2 separate regions of the Zea mays genome follow, and region 2 is linked to region 1. A link is a contact called in public Hi-C data. All regions are on one chromosome and are shown on one strand. The core of a region is the stretch at or near the end of the contact, and the rest is flanking DNA. Distances in the headings are between cores, read along the strand shown.

Evidence for each region. Hi-C and Micro-C count contacts between places; a contact is called where the count stands out from the background.
Region 2: a contact with region 1 is called in a Hi-C map of ear, with 1.9 times the contacts expected there. The contact joins the promoter of LOC103654242 here to the promoter of LOC103654238 in region 1. A contact is called at or near these places in 2 of 25 Hi-C or Micro-C datasets (ear and tassel).

What each region holds. Positions count from the first base shown.
Region 1 is chr4:184,999,131-185,001,871 of Zm-B73-REFERENCE-NAM-5.0, reverse strand. LOC103654238 reads left to right here and starts at 1,452. Exons shown (of 1, transcript XM_020552750.1): 1 at 1,452-2,741. The coding sequence starts at 1,867. The coding sequence ends at 2,679. LOC100192084 reads left to right here. Exons shown (of 10, transcript NM_001365512.1): 8 at 94-299; 9 at 527-651; 10 at 838-1,213. The coding sequence ends at 1,017.
Region 2 is chr4:185,373,382-185,376,301 of Zm-B73-REFERENCE-NAM-5.0, reverse strand. It overlaps LOC103654242 (7-deoxyloganetin glucosyltransferase), which reads right to left and starts at 1,500. Exons shown (of 2, transcript XM_008681071.4): 1 at 815-1,500; 2 at 1-683. The coding sequence starts at 1,328.

The DNA.
Region 1 (2,741 bases), core at 203-2,702:
GATGGAGTAGCAATTTTATTGACCTTCTGAGCACACAATTAGCATGTTTGTGCATTTGTATTTCATAAATATTTAATGCTTATGTAATACCAGGAACCGCCTTGCAAGTGGTTTGAAAATAGCGCACCAACAGTTGGGTAACATCCAGTTAGTTTCTCAGTATTTGACAATACTGGGCACATTGGCGCTTCAGCTACATGACGCAGCACAGGCTAAAGAGATCCTGAAGTCTTCGTTGACCTTAGCTAAGACGCTATTTGATATTCCAACCCAAATCTGGATCTTGTCAGTATTTACAGGTAAGGCATTTAGGCTATGTGGATTTGTTCTCAAACCATGAAAACGATTTTGTAGTACACGGTCTCTTTTTCACTCACTGGCATGTTCTGAAAACAGAAGTTGATACAAAATGTTTTCTGCTTTTACGGCCTGGTTATTAGTCGTCATATTCATTTCTTTAGAGGTTGATGGCTTGATGCAAACTGTGTCTGATTTCAGAGTGTTTTATTTGTTTACAAACTATTAGAGTTATATCGTGAACTGGAAGAGAAGGAAAATGAAATGGAGAACTCTGAGTACGAAGGAAAGAAGGAAGACGATCTGCAGAGAAGACTTTCTGAAGCTTATTCTCATTCTTTTCACCATGAGCTGGTAAGTTAACAGTGGAGATTTGAAGTTAAGCCAGTTGCATACTTGCACCCACTCACAAAACTGTAAAGTTTTGCATAGTTGCATACTTGCAACCACTCAATTGCCCATCAAATCAAATATCAGTTCTCATTAAATCGAATACCCACAAGGCACATGCTGCAGTGTTTAACTGGAGTGCTCTTTCAGGTGGAAAAATCAAGAATCCAGCCGCTGCACATGTCAAGTAAGCAGCCAGAGATGGCTGTTCCATCAGCTAATGGTGATCTTGACATCCCAGAATCAGTGGGGCTTTCCGCTCCCCAGCCATTCCTCAAAAGACTTGTTGAGGCCGAGCCGATGAGGCGCAGTACCAGGAGGCGGCGGTAGTAATGAAACTAGTACTGTAATTAATAGCGTAGTGAATTTGTTGGTTAAGTGTTGTTATGACTTGTAACTTTTAGCAGTTTAGGTTTTTATTTTCTTTTGTTTGTTGTGTTGATTATGTGTATCTTGGTTTAGAATTTATAGATTTGGAGAACTGTTGGATTGACAACATTCTGAGTGGTAAAATACCAATTATTCCACTGTGTTGGGACGGCGTGTTACACCTGCATCTCCACCATCAGCACCTGAGGGTCTTCGTTCGGCTCGCGTGCAAGGGCGCCCAATTGTTGGATCCACAACAGTGATTGGGTGTGAGGCCTATGGGCCGGTGTGGCGTCGCGCGTGTGCGTGCAGCCCAGTTGCCACGGCGCGCATAAAAGCCACTGGCTTTTGTATGGAGCGACATCTAGAGAATTGTAAACAAACGATTCCTCGTATCTCTCGTCTTCCTCTCCAAGCATTCCCTTCTTCCTTCTTCCCCACTCAGGGCTTATTCGGTTATTCCCAATACACATAGATTGGATTGGATGAGATTAGAAAAAATTAAGAAGAAGTTTGACTTGTTTGGGATTCAAACCCATCTAATCCCTCTCAATCCACCTCTAACCGAACAGGGCCTCAGAGGGGTCCGATCCTCGTCCCTGTTCCACTCTGGATCCTGCAACCTCCTACCCCTACGACACTCGTCTTCGTCGCCAGCGCGCCACCATGAACATTGACTTCTAGCACCTGCTTGACGAAATGTCCAAGCGCTTCGGCGGCTAGGATGCGAAGTTGACACAACGCCTCTCCGACTATGACGTCAAGCAGCAGCAGCGCCTTCTAGATCGTGATCTGGAACTCGAGCGTCGTATGGCGGATCTCGATGCATGGATGGATGGCAAGTTGGCTTCGCTCTCCACGGCCTCCACGGCCAATGAGACGTGCTTGTCGCAGCTCGAGTCGGCTGTCATCTCCTTCGATGATTGGCGTCCTAGCATGGAGGGTTTCGTCGATGACATCCGTCTTCACGTCTCCAAGTTGTCCAAGCTCTACGAACGGTCGGCAGTGGAGCACCCGACCATCATGACTGGTGTGCTCGCTCTGGCTCCCTCTCCGGTCGCGCGCCCATCTGCTGCTGCCTCCACGGCCGCCCGACCCGACGGGCACTACCTGAATCCATCAATCCGGGATGATGGTTGCGGAGTTGTCACAACTCTCGATCATCACCCGACAAAGGGTGTGTCATCCCCATCTCACCCCCATGTGTTTGCCTCTCCTACTTTCCATCGTTCGAGATCCGAGTTTAGGGAACCTGTGGGTGGGAGTTTGGCTGGTTTATCTGATCATTTACCTAAAATGCCGTTTCCTACGTTCGATGGGGATCAACCCAAGTTATGGATCCGTAGATGTGAGGATTACTTTGATCTGTATAGTGTTGATCCAACGCGGTGGGTGAGGGTCTCATCTATGCATTTCACTACTGCTACATCTCGCTGGGTGCAAACTGTTCAGAGCCATCTTAGATCCTGTTCGTGGTCAGAGTTATGTGGTTGGGTTTTGGTTCGATTTGGCCGTGATCATCACGAATTGTTGATCCGTCAGTTGTTCCACATTCGGCAAACTTCATCGGTGTCTAAGTACATCGATAGTTTCTCCTCCCTTGTTGATCAATTGACAGCTTAAGGATCTCACACAGACCCCTTTATTTGACCATGCACTTTATTGATGGTTTGCGAGATGATATT
Region 2 (2,920 bases), core at 251-2,750, 370 kb before region 1:
GAAGAAGGGCCAGCAGAGCATCGGCACGCCGGCGCATACGCTCTCCAGCGTGGAGTTCCACCCGCAGTGCGTCAGAAAGAGGCCGACGGACGGGTGCGAGAGCACCAGCTCTTGCGGGCACCAGCTCGCCAGGATTCCCCTTCCTTTGGTGTCCGTGACGAACCCCTCCGGGAGCATGGCGGTCTCGCCGGACACGAGGTCCGGCCTGATGACCCACAGGAACGGCCGGCCGCAGCCCGCCAGGCCCCAGGCGAACTCGGCGAGCTGCGCGGCGGTCATCACCGTGATGCTGCCGAAGTTGACGTACACCACCGAGCCCGGCCGCTGCGTGTCCAACCACCGGAGGTAGCTCGTGTCCTCCTTCCAGAGGTTTCCGCCGATCGCGTCCAGCTCGCCTCCTGCCGCGGCGTTCGCGAACGCTGCGAGTGGGCCGACAGTGTACACGCGCGGGAACTCGCGGCGCAACGCGTCCACCACGTCCTGCTCCAGCGCGTCGTACGTGTTGAGGATGACCCCGCGGGCCCTGCGCGCGTTCTGCGCCTCGCCGCCGTCGAAGTTGAGCATCACGTCGTCTCGGTCTGTCGTCCTGATGAAGCTGGGGATGTCCTTCAGACGGATGTCCGGCATGCCGGGGATCCAGTCGATTGCCGTGTCCAGATACCCGTTCGTCAGGTCACTTTCGTCTAACACAGAGTGCACAACAAGAACAAGATGTCACATTTCAGTTCTCGGAGTGCGGCTAGTTGATTTCGGCAAATTATCATTGGTTTCAAATCAGATCCAGCAGGACTGATACCAAAACTTGTAGGAGTACCTTTCAGTGGCACGTAGCCTCGTCTGATGAGCTCGGCGAAGTGGAGGTAGCCCATGAAGCCGCACGCACTGGTGGTCCAGAAAACCAAGGCCAGGATTCCCATCTCCTCGGCGACCCTTTGCGCGAAGCTCATCACGCCGTCAGCTATGACGCAGCTCACCGGCGGGCTGCCCGGCATGGCGTTCAGCCTCGCCAGCAGGTCCCTGAACGGCGCGGCGCTGTGCGCGGTGGTGGACAGGCAGAGCGCGGCGATGTCCTGCGTGACGTCATCGTTGTCGGACTGCGGCAGGCCGTCGGGGACGGCCTCGAAGTGGAAGCCGTCGGTGCCGGCGAGGGAGTCCTGGCCGCGGGACCGGAGCAGGCGCCGGTGGTTGTACTCGGAGTTGACGTAGGTGACGCGGAACCCCCTAGCGTGCAACGCCTTGGCGAGGTGCAGCATCGGCGTGACGTGGCCCTGCGCCGGCTGCGGGATGAGCACGGCGTGCGGCCGCCGCTGCGCCTTTCCGGAGCTCATCGCTGCTGCGCCTGGAGGTGGCGAAGGCTGGATCGAGTGCTCGCAATCGCAGGTGATCCGGACTTGATGTTCTTGTTCCTGGACAGCAGGACTGCACGAGGTAGGTGTGCGTGACTGAGCCACTGAGAGCTCCGAAAGCGGCCGTGGACCGTGGTTGAGCAGGTTAGCCGTGAGGGCTAGTTTGGGTACTCTAGTAATGAAGTGGTTTGGAGGGATTGGAAAGTGTATAAATCCCTAATAGATCAAAAACTCCCATAATACATCTCAATCCACTCCAATCTCTTTCAATACTAGATTACCCAAACTAGACCTGACAGGGATGGCTGGACAACAACAGGCTGCTTTTCGTGGAGGTGGAGGCGTGGAGCTCGATGGGGTCGGCCGGCCGGCATTTTGGAATGAGACTCGGAGTAAAATAAAGGAGAAGTGGAGAAGTGATAAGACATGTCTGATGTATGCATGGTGTCCCTAGCAAATAGCGACCATCATTAGCAGGAAAAACTGACTAAGAATTAGCAAAAACAAATCAAAGAAGCTGCAGACTAATACTGAACAAAGTAGTAAACATTAGCATATTTTAGTAAGCAAGACTACTAGTAAGTACTAGGTACGATAAAATCCAAATAGGGATTAGTAGTTTTTTTTAAAAAAAAATAGTAGATCCGAGTGAATAGCAACATTATTACAGGCATGTTTGGTTGACATATATCTTTTCAAAGACTGCTGTAACTTGTGAGTCGCGTAGAAAAACTGATATAATAAGATGTGAGGAAGGTAAACATTGTTTGGTTGATAATTGTGGCTTTTAAAAATAGGTTTTTTAAATTGGTGCTCTTAGTTTTGGTGGTGTGCTCACCTATACTCTTAGTCGTGTTTTTGGTCAGCTGTGTTTTTCTGTTTTATAGCACTGGACTTTAAAAATCTGCTCTCAATTTATCTCATTTACATGCAGACCTGCACATCATCCATTTAATTTCCTTCCTTTCTTACCTACAGATTCCGCTTATCAGACTGACACCTTGGATCGTTTTCTACTAAGTCACGCTGAGAGCCTGAGACAGAGGCCTCGCCGTCGCCGGCCGCCGGGGCAAGGGCAGAGGAAAAAACGGTTCATCTGAATGCGGCCCATCCTTAGTTTTGGAGCAACGTCGGCTTATTTTAAGCTCACAAATTATTCAAGCCCAAACAGTTGGCACTGACGGCCTCGTTCGTTTCCATTTTGGCGCGGTCCAATCTTCTTGACAGCGGAATGATTGAACTTTTTGTAAGGACCACTATTGACCTGCCTCGAAGACAATATCGAATAGTGTACTCATATAGGCTTGCAACATGGTTGGAGTGATTCATAGGGCACCCGATCTCTAACCATCATCGACAACGACTAAAATCAATGGTTAGCTATAGACAGGGGCGAAACCAACTTAAAAAGTACACTGGTGCATACTCTATCAACATAAAGAAAAACATACAATTTAAAGAGAAACACATACCATATTTAAGACAAATATTAGCAAAATTTCATTTTACCCTAGTGACTGCGCACCAGGGAACTGCAAGGTGTCTTTTGCCCCTGGCTACAGACCAAACATGTC